Regions from separate parts of the Mus musculus genome. Here regions 1, 3, 4, 5, 6 and 7 are each linked to region 2. Evidence: chromatin contacts called from public HiChIP or PLAC-seq and promoter capture Hi-C data. All regions are on one chromosome and are shown on one strand. The core of a region is the stretch at or near the end of the contact, and the rest is flanking DNA. Distances in the headings are between cores, read along the strand shown.

What was found. Promoter capture Hi-C pulls out the DNA fragments that hold promoters and counts their contacts. HiChIP or PLAC-seq counts read pairs in DNA pulled down with a chosen protein or histone mark.
Region 1: a promoter capture Hi-C map of hippocampal neurons shows a contact between it and region 2, with 2.1 times the contacts expected there. The contact joins the enhancer-like site here to the promoter of Gpn1 in region 2. A contact is called at or near these places in 4 of 39 promoter capture datasets (the 3T3-L1 cell line, hippocampal neurons, liver and 1 more) and 1 of 9 other capture datasets (liver).
Region 3: a contact with region 2 is called in an H3K4me3 HiChIP or PLAC-seq map of embryonic forebrain, with 6 times the contacts expected there. The contact joins the enhancer-like site here to the promoter of Gpn1 in region 2. A contact is called at or near these places in 5 of 39 promoter capture datasets (hematopoietic stem and progenitor cells, hippocampal neurons, liver and 1 more), 2 of 115 datasets of contacts at active chromatin or transcription factors (embryonic forebrain and embryonic limb bud) and 2 of 9 other capture datasets (adipose tissue and macrophages).
Region 4: a promoter capture Hi-C map of the 3T3-L1 cell line shows a contact between it and region 2, with 8 times the contacts expected there. The contact joins the enhancer-like site here to the promoter of Gpn1 in region 2. A contact is called at or near these places in 12 of 39 promoter capture datasets (the 3T3-L1 cell line, 3T3-L1-derived adipocytes, cranial neural crest and 7 more), 2 of 115 datasets of contacts at active chromatin or transcription factors (embryonic stem cells and large pre-B cells) and 4 of 9 other capture datasets (adipose tissue, embryonic stem cells, macrophages and 1 more).
Region 5: a promoter capture Hi-C map of hippocampal neurons shows a contact between it and region 2, with 2.6 times the contacts expected there. The contact joins the promoter of Preb here to the promoter of Gpn1 in region 2.
Region 6: a promoter capture Hi-C map of neutrophils shows a contact between it and region 2, with 7 times the contacts expected there. The contact joins the enhancer-like site here to the promoter of Gpn1 in region 2. A contact is called at or near these places in 11 of 39 promoter capture datasets (3T3-L1-derived adipocytes, HPC-7-derived erythroid cells, cranial neural crest and 7 more), 5 of 115 datasets of contacts at active chromatin or transcription factors (the 230-238 cell line, bone marrow-derived macrophages and embryonic stem cells) and 4 of 9 other capture datasets (adipose tissue, embryonic stem cells, liver and 1 more).
Region 7: an H3K4me3 HiChIP or PLAC-seq map of bone marrow-derived macrophages shows a contact between it and region 2, with 5 times the contacts expected there. The contact joins the enhancer-like site here to the promoter of Gpn1 in region 2. A contact is called at or near these places in 6 of 39 promoter capture datasets (embryonic stem cells, hippocampal neurons, liver and 2 more), 4 of 115 datasets of contacts at active chromatin or transcription factors (the NIH/3T3 cell line, bone marrow-derived macrophages, embryonic limb bud and 1 more) and 4 of 9 other capture datasets (adipose tissue, embryonic stem cells, liver and 1 more).

What each region holds. Positions count from the first base shown.
Region 1 is chr5:32,389,084-32,391,783 of GRCm38.p6, forward strand. No RefSeq gene overlaps it. Among named protein-coding and RNA genes, the nearest start is that of Gm36840, 36 kb to the left of the region's middle. Within about 2 kb of position 1,393, at least 1 of the 459 cell types and tissues checked has an H3K27ac peak or open chromatin away from gene starts, as enhancers often do. A contact at or near this core is called in hippocampal neurons, where this site is marked.
Region 2 is chr5:31,493,340-31,496,039 of GRCm38.p6, forward strand. Gpn1 (GPN-loop GTPase 1) reads left to right here and starts at 1,402. Exons shown (of 14, transcript NM_133756.5): 1 at 1,402-1,544; 2 at 2,179-2,272. The coding sequence starts at 1,434.
Region 3 is chr5:32,277,081-32,279,780 of GRCm38.p6, forward strand. All of the region lies in intron 10 of Plb1 (phospholipase B1), which reads left to right. Among named protein-coding and RNA genes, the nearest start is that of Plb1, 39 kb to the left of the region's middle. Within about 2 kb of position 1,396, at least 12 of the 459 cell types and tissues checked have an H3K27ac peak or open chromatin away from gene starts, as enhancers often do. A contact at or near this core is called in embryonic forebrain, where this site is marked.
Region 4 is chr5:32,209,562-32,212,261 of GRCm38.p6, forward strand. No RefSeq gene overlaps it. Among named protein-coding and RNA genes, the nearest start is that of Gm36783, 22 kb to the right of the region's middle. Within about 2 kb of position 1,445, at least 6 of the 459 cell types and tissues checked have an H3K27ac peak or open chromatin away from gene starts, as enhancers often do.
Region 5 is chr5:30,959,004-30,961,703 of GRCm38.p6, forward strand. Preb (prolactin regulatory element binding) reads right to left here and starts at 1,324. Exons shown (of 9, transcript NM_016703.3): 1 at 968-1,324; 2 at 220-409. The coding sequence starts at 1,102.
Region 6 is chr5:32,471,386-32,474,085 of GRCm38.p6, forward strand. All of the region lies in intron 1 of Ppp1cb (protein phosphatase 1 catalytic subunit beta), which reads left to right. Among named protein-coding and RNA genes, the nearest start is that of Ppp1cb, 14 kb to the left of the region's middle. Within about 2 kb of position 1,301, at least 69 of the 459 cell types and tissues checked have an H3K27ac peak or open chromatin away from gene starts, as enhancers often do. A contact at or near this core is called in liver, where this site is marked.
Region 7 is chr5:32,190,836-32,193,535 of GRCm38.p6, forward strand. No RefSeq gene overlaps it. Among named protein-coding and RNA genes, the nearest start is that of Gm36732, 7.2 kb to the left of the region's middle. Within about 2 kb of position 1,391, at least 142 of the 459 cell types and tissues checked have an H3K27ac peak or open chromatin away from gene starts, as enhancers often do. A contact at or near this core is called in the NIH/3T3 cell line and bone marrow-derived macrophages, where this site is marked.

The DNA.
Region 1 (2,700 bases), core at 143-2,642, 900 kb after region 2:
CAGTGCCAGGGGCAGATACTGGCATGAAGTCATACTCTTAAAGCTTAGAATCAAACACCTGAAATCTGATACACTTAAAACTGAGAATCAAGCACATTGAAGCACATGCCTATAATCCCAGAACTCTGGAGGCAGAAGCTGGAGAACCAGGAGTTCAAGATTAGGGATAATTATACAGAAAGTTCTGGGCCAGCCTGGGCTATCTGATACCTTCTCTGATATAAGACATCTAGATAAAAAGACCTGGGATTTTAGATTCAAAGCTGAATCTAAATTCCCATTAATATTAAAAAAACAAACAAACAATACCTAGCCCTGACCAGGGCAGAGGCAAGTCCATGCAACATTCAAATGTAGGGTGATACTGCCTGTACTACAGGAGAGCATGGATCTGTCTGTCTAGAGCAATGGTTCTCAATGTTCCTAGTGCTATGACCTTTTAATACAGTTCCTCATGTTGTGGTGATTCCCAACCATAAGATTATTTTTATTGATACTACATAACTGTAACTTTGCTACTATTATGAATCATAAAGTAAATATCTGTGTTTTCTGATGACATCTGTGAAAGGGTCATCTCCTATGGTCATGGCACATAGATTGAGAAGTAATGTCCTAGCGTGAGCTACAAATCAACATCTGGAGTCCAAGGAGGGCCACAGGAAACAGAGGGAACAGTTTTAGGAATAGATGCTGGGAGAGCCAGCTCAGGACCCCAAGCAGGTGGTTCTAGGACTAATCCCATAACTAATAATTCTAGGACTCGTTATTGTAAATAACCTTCCTACTTCTGTTAGATGAGACCTGAACTCTGTCTGTCTTATTTGTTAGCTATAGCCTGGTCTAGCATAAGACCTGATTTAAAAAATAAATGGGTGCTTGGTTATGTTTTGAGGGATCCGTGTTCTCAAAGAAAAGTGAGAATCTGCATAGAATAGAGGACAAAGTAAAACAAGATCAATCTGGAAGTGGTTCATTTTGGCTTCTTTTTGTTGTTGTTGTTGTTTTTATTCTCCCAAGTTTTAGGGCATTCATGGGAGCCATTGGAGCACAGCTTTAATCAAGTTCAATGCAACTGATGTGATGTCAACCTTGTAGGTAAACACCACACTAGCAAGTCCAATGTGAAACTGGAATATTCCCTCTACCCATAACTAGGTAGGATGGCCTTCAGCAAGCAATGCCTTGACTCTTCTATAAGCCCCCTCTGTGCACTGAAGGCATTTGCCCAGTCAGGAGCTTTTCTTTTCTGATGGTCTGTGATTCAATGATGCTGCTTTGTTTTAAAGAGATTTCAGACTAGGATTGAGCACCATGAAAATCCACAGCGGTGCAACAGCTTCTAAGGAGAATTGGAGTGGGCCTCGAAGAATGCTGTGCACACATGCTGTTTCCATGGAGTCGGGCTCTTCTAGGACTCCGTGTCTGTGGAGGAAGCTGCAGCATATTTCCTGTGGGCAGTTGCTTCTGTTTCCTCACCCTCTGGGCAAGAGACAACATGATAAAGTTGAAAGCTCATTGGGTTTAAAAAGGACAAGACTGAGATTGTGGTCCCAAACCAGGCGTGTGTACTTGATCATTTACTGTTGTAAATACTGTCTGTGTCACTTACAATTAATACTGTCTTGGTCGTTTACTATTGGCTTGTCCAAGGTCATGGTTAGAGCCACTTCACTGGGAGCCATCAAGAGAAAGACAATGTCTCTTCTGAACATGAAGAGCTAAACTGAATACGTGAGCAGGGTTGGGAGAATTTAATCAAAATGGCTGGTGGGACAGGAGAAAATGAGGGGAGGAAATACTTTAGAGGTTAATTAATCTGTTGTTCTGTTGTTATGACAAATACCTGATAAAAAGAACTGAAAGACAGAAGGATTCTTTTACTTTACGGTTTTAGAGATTCCAGTCCATAGCTCTTGGCATCGTGGCAGCAGGACCACATGGAAGACAAAAAGCAGGGAGCAAGGAAGGGACTGGGTGGGGACCAGGTGTAACCTTCAAAGAACACATCCAGTGATCTACTTCCTCCAACACTAGGTCCCACCTCCTAAAAACTTCCAGAACCTCCCAAAACAGTGCCACCAGGGGAGACAAGCACTGAGCACACGAGTCTGTGTTTGTTTCATACTCAAACCTTAGCAGGGAATGTAAAGGACTCGCTAAAGGCATATGCATTTTATCAAATGAAACTTAAAGTTCGACGTTGTAGTCTGTCTGGTCAAAAGATATATGGCAGAGTTGTCGAAACAATAAAACCAAAGGGTAGCAGTTCCAACTCTGTACCGAACACACACCCCTGAGGCTGTTTTTGTCATCTGTAAAACACATATGGTCTCTTTGCCACACCTAACTTGTCAGAGCTGTCACAGGCAACCTTGGTTAACCAAATGTGATGAAATAATCCCCCAAAGTTGTGTTTATAAAAACAGTCCACTGCAAAGGCCCACAAAAACTAGGTGTCTTGGTTTGTTTCCTGTTGTTAAAACACAACATCTAAGACTAGGTAGCTTATAAGGTTAAGAAGTGGACTGGAGAGATGGCTCAGTGGTTAAGAGCACTGACTGCTCTTCCAGAGGTCCTGAGTTCAATTCCCAGCAACCACGTGGTGGCTCACAACCATCTGTAATGGAATCTGATGCCCTCTTCTGGTGTGTCTGAAGATAGCTATAGTGTACTTATATACATAAAGTAATAAATACA
Region 2 (2,700 bases), core at 152-2,651:
CTGAATCCCTGCCAGAAAGTAACACAAGCCAGACAGTGGTGCCCAGAGAGGGCCTGAGTCAGGAAAGGAGAATCACTATCCATTTGGTATGGTACGTTGCTCACTGATCCTGGAGCTCATTAATTTGGCTAAGCTAGCTGGCCACTGAGCTCCAGGGATTCTCCCATCTCTAGCTCCCTAGCACTGGGATTATAGGCACAATCCACAATGCCTGGGCTTTTATGTGAGGGCAGGGGTCTGAATTCTGGCCCTTAAGTTTGTGCAGCAAGCACCTTACTAACTGAGCCCTCTCCACAGCCTGCACATGTCATAATAAAATGAGATATCTATGTATAGATATATACAAACTTTTTGTTCTTTAAGAGTTTTATCCACGGGGGCTGGTGAGATGGCTCAGCGGGTAAAAGCACCCGACTACTCTTCCGAAAGTCCGGAGTTCAAATCCCAGCAACCACATGGTGGCTCACAACCACCCATAATGAGATCTGACTCCCTCTTCTGGAGTGTCGGAAGACAGCTACAGTGTACTTACATATAATAAATAAATAAATCTTAAAAAAAAAAAAAAGAGTTTTATCCACTTTCCAAGAATGTCAACAAAACCCAGGGCCACCCTTGACTCCTAGCCCTTTACCTCACTCTTAAAGGGGACTTTTTAGGAGTTTTCTGGTTCCCTTGAGCCTTTGGTTCACCATCTTTTCTTCTTCCCTTGGACAAATAGCCATACAGATGAGCAAATAAGACATTGGTCACAGTCTCTGTCATACAGGGCTTTCCCTCATGAGGTTCGTCTCCCTTCCTCTACCCATATCTTCCGGTATTAATTATTCAGCCACACTTCAGCCACAAACGCTGTAAGGTTCTTTAGTCCCCTTTGCATTAGGCAATGATTGCCAGAAAATGTATCTTCCTCTGTTAAAGTACAGTATTCATGCTATCTTTCAAGTGTTACGCTAATTTTTACCTAATATTTTCTAGAACATAATGACGTTTAATTTTTTTCTTCTTCTTCTTAGACAATAAAATAAAAGGTAGAGCAACACCTTTGTTATAGGATCCTGACAGATCCTGGCTTGGGAATCCCACCTCATTACTCCCTTGGGGACACGAGCTTAACCCTTTCCGGGTCCTATCTCACTCCTGTCAACCCTTCCTGGTTCCCTACACTACCCCTCACTTGTGCAAAGCCACTATAGCATCAAAGTGACCCCTGCAAGTCAGATGCCAAAAGCCGGTCAGGCACCCACTGCAGTAGGTTCGAGCGGTTTGGATAGTCTGGCCAATCGCAACCCTAAACTCAGAGAGGCCGGATCGTTCGACCAATCGTAGCCCTGTACGCAAGAGGACGGATTTTCCTACCAATCGCAGCCCGGAATTCAGAGAGCCCGCAGGCCGCCGGGCGATCCCTGAGTGGTGGGCGTGGCTGAGGAAAGATGGCGGCGCCCGTGGCTCCATCCGAACCCCAGGCTTCCCGGGCTCCTCAGCCCCCCGTGTGTCTGTTGGTGTTGGGAATGGCGGGATCCGGGAAAACTACCTTTGTACAGGTGACGTGCACCGTGCAGAAGCGGTAGTGGCGCCTCAGGCCCGGGAAGAAGGGAGGAAGTTGTCTGGGGAATCTGCGGGTCCGGGCGCGTGGTTTTCTCGAGCTGTCCTCTGACTCCTTTCCTTCCCGAAGCCTCGAACCCTAGCCTGGGTCACTTGAGGCCGGCTCCTGGGCAACCTTAATGCACACTTGGTACAGCTGAACTTGTCTTGCTGCGAATTGGCAGCTTTCCGAAGGCCCGGGCCTAAAGAGTAGGGGAGTGTAACGTCTACTACTCTGGTTTGCGTGAAGAGTTGTGAAAGAATCACTTCGTTCGACCTACCACGTTCTAAGCTCTGAGAGTACAGCGGCAATGAGATCGACAGGGTTCTTGCTTTCACGGAGTGAGTGTTTTAGTGGAGGAGACAGAGGAAGAAAACCCTTGGAGGGGCAGAGTTAGCGAAGCCGTGACGGAGAATAGGGAGACAGGTACTGGAACTAGATGGCTTTTTAAACTCTTCAGTGTTGAACACGCTGAGGGAAGAAGGAGATTGTTACAGATTTTATAAGCATGGTCAGTAAAGGGATGGGAATTCTCGGGGCCCGTTCCTATCCTTTGGTCATCACCCTCCAACCCTGGCTCCTTGTTTTTGCAGAGGCTCACAGGACACCTGCACAACAAAGGCTGTCCACCGTATGTAATCAACCTGGACCCAGCTGTGCATGAAGTCCCCTTTCCCGCCAATATTGGTGAGTGCCTGCCTGCCTGCTTGCTTGATTTCCTTTTCTTGTCTTTTCTTTCTAAGCTAGCTAACTATGTACTTTTCTTTTCTGTGGATTTGCCTGAGTTCCGGAACAGGCTTCTTGCTTATGCAGATTTATCCCTCTTATGCACTATCCCCGCTCACCTCTCTCTCATGCCCTCGGTGTGTGAAACCGTTGAATTGGTTTGAGAATGAGACATGACATTAGGTCGGGCTGTCACCTGACACGTGAATCCTTTGGTTTCTTTTGTCAGAGTTTATAAGATTTGCTGTAATTCACTTTATAGGCAGGTTCCTTCCATTTCCAAAGTTGTGTGTGTGGGGTGTGTGTGTAAGAATATGCACTGTTCTGAGGAGAGCTTTCTGATTGAGACTATCAAAAAGATTTAAGTATTGGTGTGATCCAAGGGAGCC
Region 3 (2,700 bases), core at 146-2,645, 780 kb after region 2:
TGTATAGATAGATAAGGTATCCCAACTTAGGGTCCTTTGGGATTCTGAGGAGTACGGTGTCTGGGTCATATGATAGTTTTGTTTTGTACTTTGTGACAAACCTCTCTACTGACTTTTCAGTAGCTTAGTAATTCACTAATTCACACTGCCACCAGTCATATGTAAGGAGCCCCTCCCCCTCCCCCCTGTAGCTCCTGTTGTTTGATGAGAGTCTTTCTGAGTGGGATGTGGTGGGTTATCAGTGTGATTTTGATTTGTACTTCTGTGTTGACTAATGACATTGATTACTTTGTCACGGATTTAATGGCCATTTATATGTCTTTCAAGCACTGTATTCAGGGCATCTGGTCATTTGTTAATTAGACAATTTGTTTTGGGGTGTTTAACTTTTTTAGTTCCTTATATATTGTGAATATTAACCCCTTGGGAAATGAAGAGATACTTTTTGTTACGTGTAGGCCCTGGCGTCGCATAGATATCGTCTCCTTTGCTGCACGGGAGCTTTTACATTTCATATGATTCTACTATGGATTTCTGTACTCTCCAGTCAGGGCCTGGGCAGCCTGAGTCAATGGCTGTTCTGCATCCGGAGAGAATCAGCTTACTAGGTAGCTAAGAATTGTTTTGCCTCTCTCAGTTCTGCCTTCACGTGAGCAGTGAGTGCGTGGACAAGCGCAGGAAGCGGCCCTAGCCTCCCCTAACTAGTGTAAAACGCGCACACTCCACTCACCCTCCCTAACCCTAACTAGTGTAGAACGCGCACACTCCACTCACCCTCCCTAACCCTGAGTCCCAGCTTGGGTGGAAAGACTGGCATTTACCAAAGGCAAACGATCTGTGGATCTTATCTTTGAGGCTCCCTGGATTTCCTGGGGACAAAACGTGTGGTTTTATCTAGTATATGTATAGATAATTATATCGCAGATTGTGACTTCAGTGTTTATCAAAGATCAGCTCCAATCAGCCCAAAGTGTATGGGATAGCTGGGAAATAATAGGCTGTGACATATGAATGACATACACACTCTTCTTCATGAGTTCTAAAGTACAGCTGACACCAAGCTGTCTCTGTCATCTTGCCTACTGCTGCTCCTCAGCTCTCAGGACCTCTGTCAGGCCATAGCTCAGATATGGCCAGCTTTCTTGCTGTGTCCCTCTCCTGCCCCATCTTGCCTCCTTCCAAATGCTGCTACTTGCACAGATCCCTGGGCTACTATCAAAGCTACCTTTCATTTGTGCCATGGGACCCCGGGAGAATTAGTAAAACCTCCCTTTCTTAGCAGGCTCTCACTGTCCTTTGTCCCTGCAGATCTCCCGAGTGTGTAGTGCACAGAGTAAGACTGTCTCTGTTCACTAGGTCCAAGTGAAATTTACATGCTCTGTTTGTTCTCTCTGGGGTCATTATGCATATTAATGTTAACTCATGAATTATGCATCTGTGCATTGATATGTTCAAGCATGCATTTACACATTACTGCCTGCCTCTGTATCTCCACTCATTACTCTTTAGCTGCTCACACATTACCAAGCCCATACGTAAATCTGCCCTCTTAGGTGTAGAATCAAGCAGTGCTATCTTATCTGTGGCGACTTAGCTAAGAATGGCATCTGATGGTTTTTTCCATGTGCGAGAACACATTCACACTCATTCGTGATTTCTTCTCTGCTCTCTAACTTGCAGCTAAGCAGTCTTACAAGATATTTTTTTTTTTGCCTCAATGTCCCTTTGAGCATTATTGAGTTCATGATGCATTTTAAGTATATGTGTCTCATTTATGCGACTTGGGTTTTTTTTATTAATTTTTAGTTCCATAAGTAATATGAAACTCTTTCTTTTACCTTTAATATTCTTTGTTTTCATTAAAATGTATTCAGTGTGCATATCACCACTGATCACAACTCACTGTGATGTTCCCATATAGGTGTGCGCGTGCACTTTTCATCAAGCATGTATTTTTAAGACCTTGTCGTGACGGTATCCACAGACTGGACCGGTTCTTGCTGAGTGATCTGCTCCCTCGTGTGGGCCGACCACCCCCATCTCAAGCATTACTTACCCATGCATGCATTATCCTCTCATCTCTTTCAATTTAAACACAGAGAATTGTTTTTCTAGGTTTTGAGGTCATGGATGCCAGGACATTAGTGAGTGTTCGTGATTAAGTCAGAAAAGGTTGAAACACGAATTGTAAAATAAAGGAAGGGAGAGGGAATGGGATCAAATAGAAAATACTCTAGCTCATTGCATGGATGAAGGGGGCTGTGGACTCACGCGCTCTTGACTTTCCTTGTTCTGGATGCATGCACTGCCTGCCGCAGGAAGCACATAACATACTGATTCATGATGAAAGCAGTCTGAAGACAAATGTCTATGATAGTCATGGGGTAGTTGCTGAGCCAAGTGACAACCATTCTACACCTGTGATGGTTGGATGAGACTAGATTCCCCGAATGTCTAGAGACAAACCCTTGACTCAAGAGTTTCCAAAGCAAGATCTCACTCTGGAGTGGGAGTACCCTGCTCTTCAAGGGCCCCCAGGGAAGATGGATGCCCTGAACATGGTACAGCTGAGTTGCAGAGACCTTTCTGGACTCACGTCCTAGGGCTCTTTCAGAAGGAAAGCATGTTGCTCAGAAGAATCCAGACAGAGTGCTTATCACTGGCCAATGCTAACAGATGGGCTGGGATGCCAGCGTCTCA
Region 4 (2,700 bases), core at 195-2,694, 720 kb after region 2:
AGAATTGACAAACAGGAGATTTTTACTAAGTCTCTGATACATACAAAATAGTGAGTGTACATATTTATCAAAGAGTCTCATCAAATTTCCTTGTCATAATGGAATTACAGGAAATTCCAATCTTTACAAACAGAAACATTTAGGATCTGAGTAACCTTATTGTTTATGTAATAGTCTTTGTAATTAAGTCTTACTCAGAAGAGAGGTAGCTAGTAGTACCTTCCAGTTAAAGGTGACTAAGTTGTCAGAACATGGGGCTGGCAGACAGCTCAGTGGATTAGCATGCTGGTTACTAAATTTAATCTCCAGTCCCTTTGGTTGTCCTAAGACCCCCGTGTGTGCTGTGGCACAAATGATGCCCTGCCCCCAGACACTAAGTTATTTAAAAAGGAGAAACTTTACTAAGATATCATTTTGTTAATGCTTAGAAAATCTCTAAGCTATTTTCTGCTAGTCAAACTAAGTAAATTAAAAAGATAAAATATTTTGTCATTGTTGAGATGGGCTACATTCTTTATTGGGATGATAAAGTTGCTCAACTGTAATTCACTGCTACTAGGCAATGCATTTTATTATAAGTGATTAAACATTCAAAAGTCTTAATATCTGACTCATTATGTATATACATTATAAAATTAAGATAACACCAACATGGGGAAACAACATTCAATTTTTTTTTATAGTTTTCAGATATGTTATGCTTTTTAATGAGAGTTTTAAACATGTATTAAAAGCAATTAGACTTTCTCAGAATGCTGATGTACTTTTTGTAAAATTGTATAAAGGCCATTTTGTTTTGTTTGTTTTTTAGACAAGATCTAACTATATAGTCCTCGCTGGCCTGGAATTCTCTATATAAACAGAGGCTGGCCTCAGACTCACAGAGATACACCCTCCTCCACCTCTTAAGTGTTGGGGTTAAAGGTGTGATAATCACACCTAGCTAAAAGGGCTAACTTTAAAATATAGAGGGTTTAATGTTTGATGTTTTCTCTCTCTCTCTCTCTCTCTCTCTCTCTCTCTCTCTCTCTCTCTCTCTCTCTCTCTCTCTCGGTGTGTGTGTGTGTGTGTGTGTGTGTGTGTAGGCACATGTAGGTATGTCTACATGTATCTGTACATGCATGAAGACCAGAGGAGGACATTGTGTCCTGATCTCCTATCCTCCTATCGGTTAATTTTCTTTTTTCCCTTGAGACAAGGACTTACTGAATTTGGATCTGGCTGTTTCTGCTAGACTGGTTGACCAACCAGACCAGAAAACCTTCAGTCCACACCTCCACAAGGCAATGCTGTGGTTGGAACACAGCAAAGGTTTTTACATGGATATGAGGGCTCCAGACTCAGGTCCTCAGGCTTGTGCACTGTGCACTCGCCCGTGGACCCCTCTCTCCCTCACTTCCCATTGCTTCTGGAGCAACAGGACTGGCCCTCATTTACATTTGTTTAAGCTGAAATCTTCCACCTCCACTTTCTAGCCCCAGCTAAAGAGGATTAGGACATGAGAGGGATCCTGTGCATCAAGCCATGATGTCAGCACTATTTTCAAAAACATTTTGTAAAAGATGTTTTAAATTCCCAAAAGACTCTCTAAGGTCAGGATTTAATGCACCAAAGAAAAACTGAGCCAGATTCTCTGTGTTGCAAGCATTGCAAGCATAATTACCACGGAGGATACGATTTCATGTTTCCTAAGATAACTGTTTACACTTTCTGCTGACTTTCAGGCCCTGTCTGGTTAGGTAAGAAACTAAGTCATAACAGAGCTGAGCTTTCTTGCAATGTGTGCTTATGTTAAAGCTTTTTTTTTCTCCAACTACCTGGATACCCAATTATTATTTTAAAGTGATTCTAGTACATTTACTGTCTTCTGTGTCTATGAATAGGAATGTGTAAGGCCGTTGGCAGAGTTAAAGCTTTGTGTTAAATACACACAAAATGGCCAAATAAGTATTCGCTTTATACACATCTGGGCTTTTAAATTTTTAAGTGACATCTTTGTTAGTTTTTAAAACATGTATTTATTAATTTAATTTAGTGTGTATGTGTGTGTGAGTGTGTATATGTATGTGAATGTGTGAGTGTGTATGTGTGTGTGTGTGCCTGAGTGTGTATGTGTGTGCACCATATACAAGCAAGTGCTCTCAGAGGTCAGAGAAGGTGTTAGATCCCCTGTAACTAGAGTTATGTGCGGATTCTGAGCCACTGGAACTGGGAGCTGGGAACTGAACCTGGGTCCTCTGCAGGGGCAGCAGGTGCTCTTAGCCACAGACCCATCTCTCTAGCCCCATCCTTTGTTCATTTCAGTCAGTACCACTCGGATGAAAACCTGATATTGGAGCTTCCCTGTTATTTAAAACCCCAGTGTGCTTCTATTAGCTTTGACCGAATGAGCACTTATAAGTCAGAAAGCTGGTCTGTGTGGTCTGTACGTGATCACTAGCCTGTTCCCACCTACATTTCTAAGAGATTTAAAGTCTTGCTTTCTGTCAGAGCTAAACACCTCTTATATTACTGACCTAGTTAGGGTTACCATTGCTGTGATGAAACACCATGACCCAAAGCAAGTTGGGAGGAATGGGTTTATTTGGCTTACATTTTTACATCATAGCCATCACTGAAGAAAGACAGGACAGGAGCTCAAAACGGGAGGGAACCTGGAAGCAGGAGCTGATGCAGAGGCCATGGAGGATATTGCTTACT
Region 5 (2,700 bases), core at 74-2,573, 530 kb before region 2:
AGGCACCCCAGGCTAGCCTTAAATATCCTCTTGCCTCCACTCCTAAGCTCTGAGACTACAGCTGTGCACCACCTCCCTCAGATGGACCTGAGCATCTGTATTAACTAACACCAGTCCTCTAGTGACCCAAGTACAGACTTCAATGTGACCACTGCCCCACACCTAATCTCTCGTTTTTGGAGACCAAGAATTAGAGCGACTTTTTCCAAAGCTCTTCACCTGACTTCTCCGCTTTACTGCCCTTCTGTTGATGGACCTGGAAACGAAGAAGCTGACACTGGGCATCCTGTCCGGCAGCAAGAATGTCACCAGCAAGCGCCAAATTCATGGTGGCCCGTGTCTCCGTGTCATGAGAGTGCAGCAAGGAAGCGCTCAGGCACCCGTTGATCAGCTCTAGCTGCAGAAAATGCTGTGAGGGAACCAAAGTGGGCAAAGGTCAGGCCAGCCCGGAAGTCACATTAAATCCTAGTCTCTCTCAGTTGTACTTTTGCTTCCCGCACCTCCAGCTCTTATTTTTTGTTTTTTTTTGTTTTTTTGTTTCTTTGGTTGTTGTTGCTGTTGCTTAGAGCTGTATTCTCTTACTGGAGCTTCTTAATTCATACAGCAAGCAGGGTTTAGATTACTAGGTCCAGTTTACAGAAAGAAAAGAATTCCGTCTCCAGCTGCTTGAAGATGGACAAGACAATGTGCCTTCCTGGAAAAGGCCAGCGTATGAGCCCTGGACCAGCTCTCGTAATCCGGCGTGGACAGTCCTGGATTCGCAGACCTGCACAGCTTTCAGTCTAATTTTGGCTGTCTCAACCACTCTGCTCAGGTGAAACCAGCACCCGAACGGCAATCCTGGGTGCTCCCGCTAGAAATGGGTAGGGACTAAATCAGGGGTACTGCTCACCTCTGCATCCCCCGGCCACCCTGGAATCTCCCTGGGCCACGGTATAACCTGTTCTCAGTGGCCCTGCGTTCTCACCACGCCATTCTTTATGCCGGTCTTGGCAGCTCCTCCTCCGCCCGCAGCGATGAGCAGCCCAGTCTTGGGGTCTATCCGAAGCGCGTACAACGGGAACGGGGCCCGGTACAGCTCCACACCCCGGCGCCGACCCATCCCGCCCGCACGTTCACCGCCAACCCCGCGGAACCCACGACATGCCGCGCCTCGCCTCCGAAAGCTCAGGAACTTGGCGCTAGAGTTTTCCGGAAGACTGCCGACCCCTCTCAGCACTGGACTTGCCACCACTCAAACCACCGCAAGCAGCCGATCTGCGCCCGCGCGGCCGACTGGGTCTTGCAGGCGTTCAGTGCGCACGCGCCGAGCTCCTGGGCTCTCTCTGCGCAAGCGCAAGACGCCAATCCGCGTCAGCACTAGCGGGACGCGCTGTCACGGAACCCTGGCGTCGGATCCGGGTCCTAGCCCCGAATGACGATGAAGCTGCCATCTTTGTGTGGGGCGTGGGAGGTGGGGCTAGAAGAGATTACTGAAGATCAGTAAATCGAATTAAAAAGTTCTCGGACTGGGACAGTCCCCACTTCAGGAGAGATACACAGCAGACTCGTACAAGCCGGGCCTTTGTGTGTTACTCCAGGGAGGAAATGGGTTCTCCCGGGTTGTGTGGAGGACAGACACTCCAAAACAGATTCACTGCTTCCTAATATCCTAATATGAAGAAATCAGTCCCCACTTTGAGAGCATCCTCCGCGGTTGATTGGACTCTTTCTTATGGCTTGACATCCACTTCTGGAACATCGAACTCATGGGACTGGCAAGACTTGAGACTAGGCACAAAAACCCACAAAATCCCAGATAAACCGGGCTATTTGGTTACCCTACTATTTAAGTGTTTTTGGAACATGTTCACATTATAGAGATGTAAGGACCATTATTTGAATATGGTTTATATTTTAGTATTTGATGTCTTTTGCGATTCATAATGAGCCCCAGTCAACCATACATGAATTTATACTACCATGGTGTCTTTTGGACCCATATGCAGCTGAACAAACCACGTGATTAGAAGAAGCCAATTTTAGGCCCATTTACTAGCCTTCAGGGAGGAGAGAGGAACTTGACACTGAATTCAGTCACCAGTGGCCAGTATGTGCCCATATGATGAAATATTTGTTTTTAAAACAACCCTAGACAATAGGGATCAATGAGCTCCTGGGTTGGTGGTCTCATGTAGGTGCTGGATGGATGGATGGTGTGCCCAGAGAGGGCAAGGAAGTACTGCATTCTTCACCCTTTATCCTCCATGTACCTTGCCCTACACATCTCTTCCCTTCTGCTAATTCTGAGTTCTATTCTTTATGCTAGAAGAGAAATCCTAAGGAAGATGGAAGTGAGCTCTGTGTGCTGTTCTGACAACTTACCAGACTGACAGAGGAAGTCACAGGGACTTCTGCTTCCCAGCCTGTTATTTAGAAGTACAGATAGATGGTCAGGACTCAAAGCTGGAGACACTGGAAACGATCCTTTAGGATCAGTCCCTTTGATTTATGGGATCTATCCAGTGTGAACACCTGTGGGTGGGTGGTGTTAGAAATTTCGTTCCATTGTTGGACAGATACCTAGTTGGTGTCTTAGAATTGGAGATGTGTCTGAAAACACTCCATATTTGGTTTCAGAGATGTCCTAAGAAGCAGAACTTCTCACTGTGTGAATGAAAAATGACTAGGCAAACTCCAGTTCACACTGGCCGCTTCTCT
Region 6 (2,700 bases), core at 51-2,550, 980 kb after region 2:
GAACAAAGCCACTGTGCTCTCAGAAAACACTTCCCAGAAGATGTCACCTCAATGATGCTGGTCTCTTCTTAATCACCGCTAATTTCTTAGCTCCAGCTAACCAGCATCAATAGTCCCAGTAATGCAAAGTTTTTGCTTTTGTAGTTCTGGTATCTTGTTAATCACAGCTGATTCTTCAGCCCCAGCTAACCAGAACTACAGAATCTTCACAATCAAAACAGCAATGGCCTTGAAAAGAGTCTTTAATTTTCCCTTTGAAATTTCACAAACCAGACCTCCATCTTCTGCAGTGTTCTCAACATTATCTTCCAAGCTCCTACACAATATCCGACAGAGCTCTTAACAAAGGATGGATCTTCAAGCCCAAAGTTCCAAAGTCCTCCCTCAGTCCTCCCCAAAACATGGCCAGGTTGTCACAGGAATACCCCACTATGCTGATACCAATTTGTCTTAGTCAGGGTTTCTATTCCTGCACAAACATCATGACCAAGAAGCAAGTTGGGGAGGAAAGGGTTTATTTGGCTTACACTTCCATACTGCTGTTCATCACCAAAGGAAGTCGGGACTGGAACTCAAGCAGGTCAGGGAGCAGGAGCTGATGCAGAGGCCATGGAGGGATGTTCTTTACTGGCTTGCCTCCCCTGGCTTGCTCATCCTGCTCTCTTATAGAACCCAAGACTGCCAGCCCAGAGATGGTCCCACCCACAAGGGGCCTTTCCCCCTTGATCACTAATTGAGAAAATGCCTTACAGTTGGATCTCATGGAGGCGTTTCCTCAACTGAAGCTCCTTTCTCTGTGATAACTCCAGCTGTGTCAAGTTGACACAAGTTGCCAGTACAGCAAGAAAGCATAATGATAAAATATAGGACCAAAGCAAAACTGACACCAAGCAGGATAGACTCCAAGTTCTGTATCTGTGTCTGATGTCAAAAGTGTTCTTCAGATGTCCAGTTCCTTTCAGTTTTGTTGACTGCAACACACCTCTCTCCTGGACTAGTTCCACAATCTGATAACAACTCTCCTTGGCAGGTATCCCATGACTCTGACCTCCAGCATCTTGGGTTCTTCAACACTGTCCAGGCTTCACTCACACCTTCATGCAGTCTATACTTGAAGTCTTTGAAGTCTCCTCTGCAATGACATTATTCCAAAACTCTTTAATTAGCCTCAGGCAGATGCTTAGGACAGGGGCAAAAAGTTGCTACATTCTTTGCCAAGTTATCACAAGAATGTTCTCTGGGTCAGCTGATAAAACTCTTGTGCTGTGCTGACATCATTCAAATTAGCATACTTGGGTGTGTGGTATAGTTAACCATTACTATCTTTCAGGCTCCTACTAGAATGTTAAGCCCCACCTTTCAACTGCTTTCCTAATCCATATCCTAAAAGTCTGCTTCTACCAACAAGCGGCCGGTCAAGCTTGTCACAGCAATACCACTCCTGGTAACAACTTCTTAGTTATTCTCCCCTTGCTGTGTGAGACCCCAGTGACCAAGACAACTTTTTTTTTCTCCCTCTAGACAGGGTTTCTCTTTGTAGCCTGGCTGTCCTGGGACTCTCTGTAAACCGTGCCGGCCTGGAACTCACTATTCACCTGCCTGTGGTTCCCAAGTGCTGGGATTAAAGGCATGCACTATCATGCCTGACTGCAAGGCAACTTTTATAAAAGAAAGCATTTAATTGTGGGCTTGTTTACAGTTTGAGAGGTTTACTCCAAGGTCATTATGGTAGGAAGCAGATAGCATGGTGCTAGAGCAGCAGCTGCGTGGTGGTGGGGTGGGCACAGTGGACTGAGAACTGAGCTTGGGCTTTTGGAACTTGAAAGCACAGCCCTAGCGACTTGCCTTCTCCAACAAGGACACACCTCCAATCCTTTCCTAATAGTTCATCAGCTGGGGACTAAGCATGCAAGGATTTGAGCCCTATAGGGCACATTCTCATTCAAACCACCATGGATTAGAAAAGGATTCAAACTTTTATAGCAAATGATTGGCCTTAAAATTAAAAAAAAAAACTGTAAACTTATTTAATAATATACAAAGTCAGTATACAAAATTAATTCCTATATATATTACAATTACATAATATCACATAGTGGGAAACTAAAACATTTATACTAGTCTTCTCAAAATCAGCTTGATGAAAAATACTCAAGACTGCCATAGTAAATGCTTCAAGAGGAAAATAAACCTTGTTGAGGAAAACAACCAAAGCTTGTAACATAGCCCAGCAAGTAAAGGCACACACAGGCATGCACACAAGAGAAATTAAATAAAAGAATAAATGGCTAATAAAAGGCAAGGGAAGGTCATGGGTTAGAAGAAGACTTAAAATTAAGACATCAGTTCTACTAGACTCAGTTCATTTCACAAATATCCCACAAGCCCTACAGATTTGGGGGTCAAACAAACACAGGCCAATTTTAAAACTTTGGGAAACATAAAGATCTAGATTACCCTAAGAATGTTAAAGATCAGAATTGAAGTGTTCTTAATCCATGTATTGAGGCTTTACAAAAAACTATGATGGTGTGATGATGTAAAGAGACTCAGGCACTAAGAAGGGTGGTGGTTGTTTTATAAGCTGCCGATGCTGTCTAAGGAGGGAAAGGATCACCTACAACACGTGCTATAACTCTGGGCTGAAGAGATGGCTCAGCAATTAAGGGTCTTCCAGAGGCCCTACGTACCCATATAATA
Region 7 (2,700 bases), core at 141-2,640, 700 kb after region 2:
AGAATTTTACCTCTTATACACTGAGTAGATTACTCACGGTTTCTTCCCACCCTGTAGGACATCCCTAGTAAACCCCGCCTGACACTGAAGAATGTGAGCTGGGGACAGTCTGTCCCCTCTGATTGCACTGGAGCTAATGACATGACACTAGGGGAGCCCTGGAGAGTTGAATCCTCGTTCTCTTTGCTGTCCTAGCCCATGCCTGAGATATCAAAGTGCCATCAATCAGTTCATTTTGAAAGAGGGGATCTCACTATGTGGCTCAAGCCAACTTCAAATCAATAATCCTCTCTCCTCAGCCTCCCAAGTGCCAGGATCGCAGGTGTGTGCCCCATACCCAAATCAAAATGCATTCTTCTGAATTCTAACCCCTCTATCCTGAGAGGTTTCGTTCCATTCTCGTTTAGATCAACTGGAAGGAAATCCTAAAGGGTCCAAGCAGCAGTCCTCAAGGTCTGTGAGGAGCAATGTTTGGAGCAGTGGCTGTTTGGGGAGGGTAAAAGAGAGAACTCAGAGGTGGGGCTGCCTCCTGCTTCACGGTCCTGGTGTTATTTTCCATACCATTTGTGCCCTGGCTACACCCATGTTAGGTATGGGGAAACTGGTACTTCAGCCCTATTTACCAAGTGCCAGGAGAGTCTAGCTTGCGTGTTGTTTTGCCTCTATTAGTATGCTCAGCTTGCACTGTAACTCCAAGAATGTTAAAGAGACATTTCAAAATGCATTGAATTAATACATTCCTTTGCAGTGATCCTATGTCCGCTAAATGTTCCAAAATGCGACACATGGAAAACGGAAAACAGACCTAAAGTGTGTGTTTGACTGACACTGTGAATTAGGGCATCCCTCAAAGTATAAACACACCCCCCCTCACTGAATACATATCCCTGCAAGGGTAATCCCTGGGGTAGGGGCCCTTCTAAAGAAGCTGAGGCTAGACCACCAGTTTCAGGACTGCTGCTATACCTCACTGTGCTGGGGCAGAGCTGGGTAATTTGGTCAGAAGAAGTCAGGTAGTTCTCCAAGGGGTTAGTCCTCTGAGCCTACTTGCCTAGAAAGACATTAGGGTTGTTACCTGTTGCTGAGAAAGGCTAGCATCACTCAGGGGCTAGGAAGAGAGAGCAATGGATGAGGGCTTGTATGTAATTCATTGCTAAATAAAGGCTAGCCTCCTCCTGCCATGCCACACATACACATATACACACGTACACACACAACTGCGCGCACACACACATATACACACATGTATACACACACACACACACAAGTACAGACATGTACACCGCCCCCAGGCCTGTTGCCTTGCCTGGACTCCTGGTGCACATCTAGGGCTGTGGTCTAGGGAGCACTGAACTCATTCACCCTCCCAGCAGTCGGGCCATGACGCGCGTGAGCCTCTGACTCATCTCGATGTCATCAGCCCTATTTCCAGGAGTGAGTAACTCAGGGAGGGAGGTGTGGTGGGGGGGGGGTGGAGGGGTTGAAGAGGCAATGTGGTCCAGGAAGAGCCCCATCCCTCCTCCTCCAAAACAGGAAATGCTCCACTTCTTAAGAAAAGATGCACCCTGACTCTGCTCTGAAGTGGGCGGCTACACATCGAGCTGGCAGTGTAGGGACAGCAGAATCCAAAGCTGCCAGGACTTGTCTCTTCACCCCACCCCCAGTATCCAGGGAGTGTGTTAGCCAGAAGAGGGGCCAGTGGACTCTGATCAGACTTAGTAACGATAACGCATGCTATCAAGTATTTGATTCCCACTTTGGCCTATAGGCTTCCCAGTGCTCCATCAACAGGAAATACAAGGCTGGGATCCGAAAGCAGAGCCCTTCTTTCCCAGTCCGGCCTCACTATGGGCTAGGAAGATTTCCTCTGACATGAAGTCCCTGCCAACTTTGGCTTCTTTTCCTCTCTGAGATTCCAAATTGGGCTCAACCTGGACCTGACCCTGTTTCTTCCGTCATACTTTGAAATCCCAAGAGTGAGTGATTGTGGATGGGCTTCAAGTTCAGGACAGACCTTTGAAATAGAGTCACTCTGCCCCCCCTCACCCCCTGGCCTCCCCACCCCCCATCCCCACACCCAGTCCTCTGGTTTTCCAGACAGGCTCCTATAACATCCAAGGCTGGCCTTGAGCTTTTAATTCTGCTGCTTTTAATCTAATACTGTGAAATTATAGGCAGCCACCACCACACCTAGCTTAGAGTCCTTTGGACACAGCACTGGACCAGAAGATCCTGAGTCAAATAAAGGTTAGTAATTCTGCCCATAGTCTGCAAGGTGCCCTAATGTCTTAGCGCCCCCAGCTTGAGGGGTTAAGGTCCCCTGTCAGCTGACAGGGGACCTGGTATCTTACTTATCTTTGCGTCTTAGATTTCCTCCTACCTGATTCCTCTCCAGAGAGGTCTTAGGAAACATCCTTAGTTTCCTGTGGGAAGAATCTCCAGGAGAAGACCATGCTTAGGAAAAGACCTTGCATCTTGTGCGCACTCTCTGTGTCCTGGGCTTGACACTGCCGCTTACACTAAAGAACTTTCTGGATGGATCATCACCTATGTTGCCTGTGATGCCGATGTCATCTTCCTCATGTTTCTGAGGGAACTGGGGCTATATCGTCTTGATACTTAAGTGAAGGAGCAAGATGGGAACCCAGGTCTGGTGGCTTTGTGGCCGTTGCCACTCTTCTATAGAAAGCCCTGTGATGA